Regions from separate parts of the Hordeum vulgare genome. Here region 1 is linked to region 2. A link is a contact called in public Hi-C data. All regions are on one chromosome and are shown on one strand. Each heading gives the region's core, a stretch centred on a gene start, on an enhancer-like site or on the middle of the called end of the contact. The rest is flanking DNA. Distances are from core to core; before and after follow the strand shown.

Evidence for each region. A called contact is a pair of places that touch in the nucleus more often than the background predicts.
Region 1: a contact with region 2 is called in a Hi-C map of leaf, with 3 times the contacts expected there. The contact joins two enhancer-like sites. A contact is called at or near these places in 3 of 6 Hi-C or Micro-C datasets (leaf and seedling).

Annotation. Positions count from the first base shown.
Region 1 is chr7H:526,637,407-526,642,904 of MorexV3_pseudomolecules_assembly, reverse strand. No RefSeq gene overlaps it. Among protein-coding and RNA genes, the nearest start is that of LOC123408874, 100 kb to the left of the region's middle. Within about 2 kb of position 3,639, at least 1 of the 3 cell types and tissues checked has open chromatin away from gene starts, as enhancers often do. A contact at or near this core is called in leaf, where this site is marked.
Region 2 is chr7H:526,339,571-526,345,069 of MorexV3_pseudomolecules_assembly, reverse strand. No RefSeq gene overlaps it. Among protein-coding and RNA genes, the nearest start is that of LOC123412363, 29 kb to the right of the region's middle. Within about 2 kb of position 2,764, at least 3 of the 3 cell types and tissues checked have open chromatin away from gene starts, as enhancers often do. A contact at or near this core is called in leaf, where this site is marked.

The DNA.
Region 1 (5,498 bases), core at 2,390-4,889, 300 kb before region 2:
GGTCAACCAGCTTGGTCTGAACATCATCGCACATGTGGTACTTGACGACGTGCTTGATCTGAACTTCATGCTCCATTACATCATTTCCCTTCTTTCTGACATCGGATCATAGGGGGGGGCATAATGTTTTTCATTATGATCGTCTACGCTGATCAAGTTGCAAAAGTTCACCTTAAGAATGTGATATGTCAAATCGAAGGAGACCAAGTCATCCTCTTGCAAGTTGAAGTCTGCCACAGACCTTAACCAGACCAAATTATCCTTAGGACACCCTCTCGCTTCAGAAAGTATTTTTTTAATACAATACAAACATAAGCGTTCATACATACGCACATACACTCACGCACACACGTACACGATATCCCTATGATGACCTTCGAGAGACTGAGGCAACACATCATCTTGAAATTTTACGAAGTTATCGTTGGCGCCTCGTAACGAAAACATCTCTTTTCAATGAACACGCATCGTCGGAAATCCTGAAATAAATTTAGAATATATGCGAGCACCAGAACTTGAATCCTGATGTATCGAAGATACGAGTGTGTTCTTAATCATCCAATCAAAGATTGGTTTGCCTTCAGAAAATAATGTTGGGGAAGTGATATTAGTAAATTGGTTGTGTTACGTAGCATAGCAGACTCTGTAGATGTAAACGTTATTGTTGCTAAATAAAGTAAGAAAAGAAACATTAAACAAATAAAAATTGGCGTGCTTTTATATGTCAGTGATGAAGTCTCCCATTTAGCTGGATGGTAAATGTCAAAGTAGTGGCATCGGTGCTTTTACAGTAATCTTCACAAATTGTGCACACCACTATGTACACAAAGTAAAACGAATAAAAACTTACAAACATAAATATAAGGACAGAAGAAAAAGGCTTCTCAATTTCATCACAAATGCATGGCATATGTTCTACGCAAATGTTATTACTTGCCAAAATTCATATACCAAACACACACCAAAAACATATAAAGTTAATAGAGGGGTTGAGCATGGGGGAGAAGATCACTAGGGGATGTCGTGGCAGAGGAGGACACTCAGGTGGTTGGGGAGGATGCTGGGTACATGGGCAGCGCCAACAATCTTGTCAGATCCGGATCCTGTGGTGCTCGGGCGTCTGGTCAGGCCCGAATCTTGCTCGGCGCCGGGACAACGTCTGGTGGTGCTCGACATCGGGCCGGAACCACCAGCAACGCAAGATGGGCGGCATGGCCTCCCCGCGCCGTCGAGGAGGGGCATGAGCGACCCTCGACGTGGAGGGAGCCAACTGTGACGGTGCGTGTATCGTCGGGTTGGCAGCTCAGAACTTTGGGAAAAAAATTCCCCAAAAGTGTTGTCCGCCGATGAAATATAGGCCAGTATTAGCGGCCCTGGGAATAAGACCAACGCCGACCATAATCAGAATAGCTATCCCCAGTGTAAGTGATGCACCAAACGCCCATGATACATTTTTTTCATTGAATAATTTAAATTTTGGAAATATAATAGTGAAGTTAATAAGTTGAAACTTTTCATGTTTTGTTACCGTGATCTCTATTGGCTTCGGTTAAAAATTTGAGAATGCTTCATTGAGTTTGCATTGAACATTGCATAGAAAATTGATGTTTTAACGGAAATACATATCTTCATGAAAAGTCCGATGCTTCAATGTGTCCATGAGTGGTTGTGAATGACTGAGTTTTTCAATCCTTCCACCTTGGTTCCGAAGAAGCAAGTCAGAAAGGTTGAGGCATAGAACCATCTAATTTGATTCGTTCCCAATAATTATGAGATGATTATCTTAGGGTGATCTTTTTGTCAACCAATGCTCTTGTTACATTCGTAGTCTCTCAAGAATGAAAACCCACGGTATAGGATCTACATCAGTAAGTCAAACATTGTATACGCCATTAATTTGATTCTTTATAGGAACTACCTTTAACAATCTTAATTAAGCGAAATCTTTCTGAAACCGACATCAAAGCCAACTCACATGCAGACCACATAAATTCCAATTACCATTCCAATTACATAAATTCCAAGCATCAGAACAGATCTTGGCTATAGCTGTTAGTGCCCACCATTATGTGGCATTCACCATGGGCCGTTCAAGTGATTGTCATACCACGTAAGCAGATTGTACCACTTGCGGTAATGGACCTTAATTTTATTTATGTGAGCACTTGAAACATCTACCACCACAGTTATCAAATCTGGCTCACTACTCGTTCACGGATAGTGACCTGTTAAATCTCAAATTCTCGACCACACAACCGCATACGTCACGTCCGACACCGTATATTTATACTACTCATGCAACGTGAAGTAGTCTACACAAATCAAACAGCGGGCATAGAAATCGGCAACACGAACAACGAAATACAAATACACATAATGCACTCTACAGCATCCAAAGATCACCACAATTAATCACCTGCCAAGTTCTGAACTAAAATTACTAAAAAATGATAATATTAAACGGAGGAGGAACATCTTCCTTGTCAGCCCTTTGCCCTTCCGGTCGTCAGCATAACTGTAGGCGTCCGTCGCAGCTGGCGGACCATTGGAGTCGTCGGACATGGAGCCGTGATCGTTGTCGTCGCCCGAGGAGGAATCAGAGATGCCAAGAGGCCCTTATCTGTCGGATGGCCCGTACTGCTGCCGCTTGAGCTGGGCCACCCTCGCCGCCTTTGTCACTGCCTCCACCATTGTCTTCGCCGCCTCACGCTCCGACTATGGCTAGCCAAAGCGCATTGCCCTTCTTCCTCTGGAGCCGGTAAGCGTTTGCCTTCGCCGTGTAAGAAAGCAACGGTAGAACCAAGCGAGGAATCGCTCCTCCTCGTCGGATACTATGAGCAACCCACATTGGCGACGAATGAATTACCCATCCGCGTCCCTCTCCCTTGTTCGCTAGGCCCGCAAAGCATGCATTAACACCCATTGCTACCCTTTGGAGCAACGGCCGACGGAGAAGGTGGATGACGGAGGGGCGACACGGATCTGCGCACGGGCCGCAAGGGGCCAGCTCTGTTGTCCGCAAAGCACAAGCCGGGGAGCGGCAATAAGGCACATCCGGAATTGCTCCCTGTGGCCACCTTTGACCGCTCTAGTGCAATGCGGAGGGCCAACTCCTCGTCAACAACAAGCTCGGAGTCGGAGCGGTAGCTGGAGCTCAACATGCTCGTCAGAGTCGTCGGATTGGATCAAAATCGGAAAAATCACAGGAGGGGAGAAGAAGAGACAGAGCGAGAGCGGAGTGAAGTGAGCAAGGGTTTTCGGATTAAGGGTTTCCGTGGGGACAATGTGAGGTCGAAGGTGGGTCCTGCTAACGTGGGGGACGAGCCCGGGCATGCCGCATATCCACCCTGCTTTTTAAGGCCGGTTTGAGATACCCGGATGGGTCGGTTTTTTTGAGCGGTGAGGGATCCGTCTGTCGACCCGTTCACACGTTTGAGACCGATTTAAGGCGTTCGGTTTGTTGATGTTCTTGAATAATCAAGATGTTTCATTTGTCGGCACTTTCACAAAAAAGCAATGTCACTTTCATTTAAAGTTGTGCCACACCATTTGGGTCCACCTGATTTGTGAGAGTGACCCGCATTTCAGGAAGCTTTTCGACAGAAAATGCTAGCATCTTTGTATCCATGCGTTGTTAATCATGTGACCCTTGAAATGTTGGCGAGACACAAAAGATGTAGACAGATAGACCTTCTTAACCACTCTAATTACAACTACGATTTTGACATATCAAATATTTATATGAATCAGCTTAATATTAAAACACGAATATAAATAGAAAAACATTTGAGGGCTCCAGTTAACAAATAATGAAACCAATTCTTCCATACTATTACTACCCTCCAAAAAAATATATTCTTCTACAAGTACTACAACAACTAGGGCTTATCCTTACGTCGTTTGCTTGGATTGGAAGTTCGAAATGTCTACTTTAAAACATCTCTATCACTTGTCCGAAATTATAGCTCCCTACTAAAGTGCAATTCGCGCTTTGTTGTGCCACCTCTAATTTATATTAATTATCATTCAAACAAATGTATCTACCTTTCAAATATGTTTAGATACATATGAAAGACAACAAACGTGGACTGGAGGGGTTTTTATAATTCAAGGTGAAAAGTTTTACACCCAAAATCATAGAACCAAGCTAAATCGAGTTGACATATATTTCTATTAATTCGGTTTATGGCGTTCGGTCAAATGTTTCCATTGCTAGTTGTTTGTATTCGGGTATCGGCATTTTTCATACTATCAGAGCATCTCTAGCAGACCTCGTATAATACTCCGACCAGCAAAATAACCGTCAAAATACGGGTCTGCGCGAAAATGTTGTCCGATCAGACCCCGCAAAAGCGTCCGACCCGTAAACTTTTTTGATGGCGCAGCAAAATCCCCTCCCAGACCCCCGAGAAAACACATGTTTCCGCCTCGCCTATACGGTGCCTTTTATCCCAGGAAAACATTTGGTGGGAGGGACATTTCAGCTCGCGCCCTTTCCCCACCCCCTTCGCCGCCGCCCTGCCATTGGTTCCGCCCGTCCGCCGCCGACGATTCCGCCAAATCTGCGGACTGAATTGCGTCGCGAGGGCGCCCCTGCCGTCTTCCGCCGAGCCACTGCACCGACTCCCCCGGATCCGCCAATCCACCGCGGTCGGAGAGCTACCGTTGGAGATGGAGTTGAGACTATGCGAGAAGTTTTTGCTCGAGGATTCATCCGATTCGGATGACTCAAATGTTGAGACAGTGCTTTTCACATTTCGCCAGCAGAGTTTGGTGATGGCCCTTGCTGTGAAGGAGCACGAAGAAGAGAACCGAAAGAGGCGGCGAGGATGGAACGTCGGCCACTTTGCATTTTCCTCGAAATCGCCATCTCGGGAACGAGATGTTGATGCTACGGTGATTTGAATAATTATTGTACTTTGAATGATTATTGTATTGTAATATTAACATTTTACTTATATTGCACATTAGTAATTCTAATTTATGGGGTCTTTGGTTTGCGGGTCGACGCGGTGGCGTCCGAGAAGACCCTGCATTGCCGATCCGTAAAATAAATTTTTTTTACGAATATCCTTTTTTACGGGTCTGATTTACAGGATCTGACTATGTCCGCACCCGCGCTGGCCCGTAAAATCCTTTTTCCGCAAACTATAAATGATTTTTTAGATTGGCTTTATACAGGATCTGCTAGAGAATACACTCTCTTCCATACTTAATTTTCTCTAGCTTCCCTACTTTGATGGTATGTGTACATTACACTCTCCAACGGGTTCACATGTTGGCTTCGCTATCCTACAACATCCGATTTCTTTTTTCTGTTCTGGCCCTCCTCAACGCTAGCGTGGCGTGAGTCTTTTATGAAAAATCTATCGTTCGAGATGCCCGACCGGATGACGGACAAACCGGTGGCTCGCTCGCTCGCTGCAGAACCAGCAAGCTTCCCTGGGACTACCGCGTCAGAAACGCACGCAGGAGAAAACCAGTCCGGCCCTCTCCCG
Region 2 (5,499 bases), core at 1,515-4,014:
ATAGGAGAAAGTTTTTTGAAATTACAAACAGTTTTGTGAAAATGCAATGAAATAGGAGAACAATTATAAAAACACATGAACAAATTTGGAAGCGCGAACAATTTTTTAAATCACAAACATTTTTTGAATCTTGAGAACAATTTTTTTTAAAGTCCGAACAAATTTGAAAGCACGAACATTTTTTGAATTTTGAAAAAAATAATTAAACCGAGAACAATTTTGAAAAAACATGAACAAATTTGGAAGCGCAAACAATTGTTTAAAGCACGAACATTTTTTAATAATGAAAACAAAATTTTGAAAAGGAGAACAATTTTTTAGAAAACAAACAAATTTGACAGCGCGAACAATTTCTTAAAGCACGAACATTTTTATAAATTTTGAGAACATATTTTGAAACTGGAACATTTTTTCATATTCCGAAACATTTTTTCAAATTATGGAACATTTTTCTGAATTTCCGAAACATTTTTTCAAATTCTGCAACATTTTTACAAATTGCTGAACATTTTTCAAATTCTGGAACATTTTCTTCAAATTCCGAAACATTTTTGTCCAATTACGGAACATGTTTTCAAATTCCGGAACATATTTTGAAAATCTAGAACATTTTTGAAAAAGAAACAGAAAAAAAGAATAAAGAAAAAAAAAAAAACCGGTTAAGTGAATCTTGTAGAAAGTTCTCAAAACCGAAAAATACCGGCTGAAACCTCGTCGCTCACTTGCATCTCCTGCGCGAAGGTTCGACTACTTGCCGCAATAAACTGACGTATAGGAAATTCCCATGTAGACCTCCTAGTCAGCGTTCAAGCATTAGGCAACCAAACTAGCCCTCATGCGTGCCTCCCATGTGGGTCGGCCCTACTACGCAAGCACTCGCTCTCTCTCGCTTTTCATTCGGTTGCCATTGACTATTGAAAAAACAAGAATCCACTTTTTTTTAAAAGAGTGGAGTTGGAAAAGGTTCATAATTCTATAAAATGATGAATTTGGAAAAAAAATCATGAATTTAAGAAAGGTTCATAAATTTGAAAACAATTCATGAACTTAGGAAAGGTTCATAAGTTTGAAAAAAGATCTACAAAATTGAAAAGTAAATCATGAATTTTTAAAAAGGTCATAAAATTTGAAAATGGTTCACGAATTTGAAAACAACTTTGTAAATTTGGAAAAAGTAGACAAAAATTTAAAAGCTCAAGGTTAAAGAAAGTTCATAAGTTTGAAAAAGTTTAAAATTTTAAATAAAAAAACTAGTACTCCCTCCGATCCATACAACTCTGTACTAAACTAGCGTCAATTCATATGGATCGGAGAGAGTAAGAAGTTTCTGAAGTTTTTGAATTAGAAGCTTCCCAAGATCAGTTGGAATCTCTAGATGGAAGCTTATGCTTCCCAGAACCGGCCAGAAGCTACACAAAAACTAGGACGGTTCTGCGTTATCAGCCGGCCAAGTTTCGGCCAAGTTTCTTCTAGCGTTTGATTTGGGGTGTGCGCTACATGCCAAGATGTGTGCAAGGAGCGTTTAAAACTATTCATAATAGAAGTAATATAAGTAGTATCATAGATGCCACCTAAGTAAAAAATATGATGTGACAACTAATTAATGAAAAGATAGAAAAATTGAATAACTTAACATGTTACTACCCCTATAAGTAACATGTCAAATATCAATGCAAGATGAGTCTATAAGTTAATAAATGAAAAGCTCAATGTTACTATCCATGTGTTACTCATCGTGAAAATAATCACTTAGACTAGTAACATATGCATTTTACTATTTTATATGTTATTTCTCATTATGAATAGTCTAAGGCCCACGAGGAGAGTTGGCCTTTCATGTCTTCTGAAACGTGACACACATCATTCGTCTTCCTTCGACATGGAGTAACATTCGAGCGAATTCTCGTTCTATGAAGACGGAACAGATACGGCAATAAGTATAATATAGTACTCCCTTTATCTCAAAATAAATGTTTTAAATTTTGTATAATTTTATAATATAACTAATATAAAGTTGAGATAGTTATTGCATTGCTCCCAATATGCAGGAGAGATGAGAGTTCGTATCATCACATGGTGGTTGGACGGAAACAAACGGCCACGGAGGGGCCCAGGGTGGATGCTCTGTCCAAAACCTCTCCCGGCCTCCAAAGGCTGCTGGCTCCTTGGACTGATCAAAAGTCCAGCCCTTGCATTATCCTCCCAATTGTTTATTTTACCATCACCATGATAGGTGACTTGCTTTTCCACGACAGCTCTGATTGCAAGATCCTGTGTTTTTGGACGATTCACATGATATAGGTCTTGAGTAGTTTGAGCCCTGATCCACATGGCATCATGCTTCATGGCAGCTCCATCATGTACATCTGATCATTGCATTCAGGCTTCAGCTAATTAGTTTTTAACTAGTTAATGGATTAAGTAGTTGCTCCGTGTTATAATATAACAAGATTTGACATAGAATATTCCGGCCAAATACATATGCCGTCCAAGAATACAAAATTGTGCTATTCATTGATTGATCAACTTGAGATGAGCATGCGTGGGGACCGAGGCCGTTTTATGTATCCGAATGCTGGCTAATTTTTTTTAATATTGCATTTTTTATTCTTTTTGAAAAATAATGCATCGAATCGATTTTTTAAAAAAATAAGCCTGCCTCGGCCACCCTCTAGCCGATTGGAGGCTGTCGGCTTTGGTGGGGCCGACAGGAGGCAGTCGGCCGGGCCTAGGACGATTAGTGGCTCTCGGCCACGTGGTAGCCGAGTAGTGGCCAGGCCACTGCCTGTCGGCCTAGGCGTGGCCGACTAGTGGCCACGAGCCAGCCCAGCCCGCCCCTTTCCCCCTCTCCTTGTTCCTCCTTCCTCTTTCTTCCTTCTCCCTTCTCCCATTCTATCTTATGTCCTTTCTCTCTTTCTTCTCCTTCCTTCTCCCTCCACACAAAAAATCTTCCATTTCCACGTTTTGAGCCGTACTTTTATTGTGTAAGGAGGAGGGCATCCAAACTATCCGTCTCACTCACGATGATATTTTATGTAAGAAAACTTATGTGTATTCTATGTATTGAGTACTTTTATTTTGAACGTTAGCTATTTTCCCGACTCCATTTCCCGCCCATATTCCCCCAATCGGCCAAGCCATTTCGTTCCCTCCTCCATTGCCGCCAATATTTCCACATCTCCATTCCCGCCAAATTTTTCGCACCACCTTTCCCGCCAAATTTTGCCCGTTTCTTTTCCCGCCAACTTTTTACCCTCTTATTTCCCGCCAAATCTTTCCCACCTCATTTCCCTCCTCGTTTTCCCGCCATCTTCCTGGTCATCTAAGTCTATAAAAGGAGGCATTGGATTGCCTTCCTCCATCATCCAGCCTCACTTGAGAACACTAGCACTGCCTTCCTCCATCATCCATTCAATATGAGTTTGCCTTGCTCGGATCAGAGCATCAGGCCTAAGAAAATGCAGAGTGCGAGTTTGCCTCGGGGTGTGGAAGCAGTTCGATGTTGGTGCGGTGATCTCTGCAAGGTGAAGGAGGTGACGGATTTTTCAGATTGGTTGGGCATGAAAATTTTCATGTGCGCCAATTATGAATCTGATCCGCCCGAATCTATTTCTGCGTACCTCAGGCCTCCGGTATGCTCAAGTTATCTAGAGTAAATATGTTGTTGATATTATTGTTTACTTGATATTTATATATATTTTTTGTAGTCTCCTCCTCCTCTCTGCATGTACTATCGTTGGATTGACACGGAAATGCCGGACTGGGCGGTGACCGAGATTCGTGAAAGAGGTCGCCGTGCATGGGCTAGCTTGGACTTGGAAGAGCGCCGCGAGAAGGCTGAAGCAGAGGAGAAAGCAGAGCAGAAGAAAGAGTGGGAAGATTACTGTGTGGAGCAGAGGGCTTTTATTGATGAGATGAAAAGGAAGAACCAAGAAGAGAAACTTTGGTTGGAGGAGGTTTACAGACAGCGGGAACAAGCCCGTGAAACTGAGAGGGAGAGAAAGAGAGAAAGGGCTCATGCGGCCAAAGCAGCAGAAGAAGCCGGTGATGGAAAAGGAAAATATCCACGCTGTACTCAGTAGATTTATTTTAATTTCAGCAAGTTGTATCTTAATTTCAGCAAGTTGTATTTTAATTCCGGCAAGGTGTATCTTAGTTTGTCTGTAATCTCAAGTTATTGGTAGTATATGTGTTATCCACGAAGAACCAACTGAGCATATTTTGTTCCCGCCTTGCTTTCCCGCCATTTTGTTCCCGCCTTGCTTTCCCGCCATTTATTTCCTGCCTTGCTTTCCCGCCATTAGGTTTTTGTCTCGCTCTTCGGCACCTATAAAACCCTCTCCACAGCAAGGTTGGTAAGGAGTGTGCACAAAATGTCTCATTATCCTTTCGATCGTAGTTTTCACAGTGGTATGTCCGAGTGTCTTCTACGCTTGCCTAGCAATTTCAAGATAGACAATAGAATAGTTTGATGGGACGAACTCATCAGTAGTGACACGCTACTGAATGAGGTTGCTCGTGCATTAGCTAGGAAGGGGTGCCTGCAAGGACATATGAGGAGATTCGGAAGGAACTTCTGCGGTTGAATGAAAGATGAAAGAAGAAAGGCCAGCACATACGCGGTGGAGGTGGAGTAAAACATCCCTTTTATGGATTGACGATAGCGAGGACGAAGACGATATCTTCATGCCGAGTAGCAAGGACAAGAGGGCGGCATCAACGAGTGCCAAGAGTACCGCTTCGTCGAAGGGCTAGAGCTCTGCATCATCGAAGGATGACGACGACTTTATGTAGTTTTTGTATGAACTCTGCATCTTAATGTATCTTATTTTATGTATCTTAATTCATGTATCTTATTTTATGTATCTCCAGAATCTTACTTTGTTTGTAATCTCAAGTTATTGGTAGTATATGTGTTATCCACGATGAACCAACTGAGCATAGAAATAGATAGAAATATGTCTCATAGATAAAATACACATAAGTCTCATAGATAAAATACACATAAGTCTCATACATAAAATACACATAAGTTTCTTACATAAAATACACATAAGTCTGAAGTGATACATTGAAGGGCAAAGAGTTTGCTTCACTCACGACGTCTCGGTTGGCGCTTTGGGGTGTGGGGGTGTACTCCATCCCCACCTGTGGGGGGCCTTAATGTTACGAGGAGGAATCTCGGATCCACCCTGGTCATACTGTGTATCCTGTGTGGGCCACGGTGGAGGAGTCGAAAACATGTCCAACCACATGTTTTGCTGCGATGGTGGCTCATCTGGTTCACTCCCTAACCCGGATCTTCCTCCACGGTAGCAGATCCAGTTGCTAATTGTGCAGCTACTGCTTCAACATGTGCCCTGACAGCAGCATCTCTTGCAGCTCTCCTGTCCCTAACATGTCTCTGTGTGCAAACATTTAGTCTGTTACGTATCACCTCATATTTCCATTGTTGGTTCTGCTTGCAGAGTTTCTTAAATAGATTCATGAGGTTCTTAT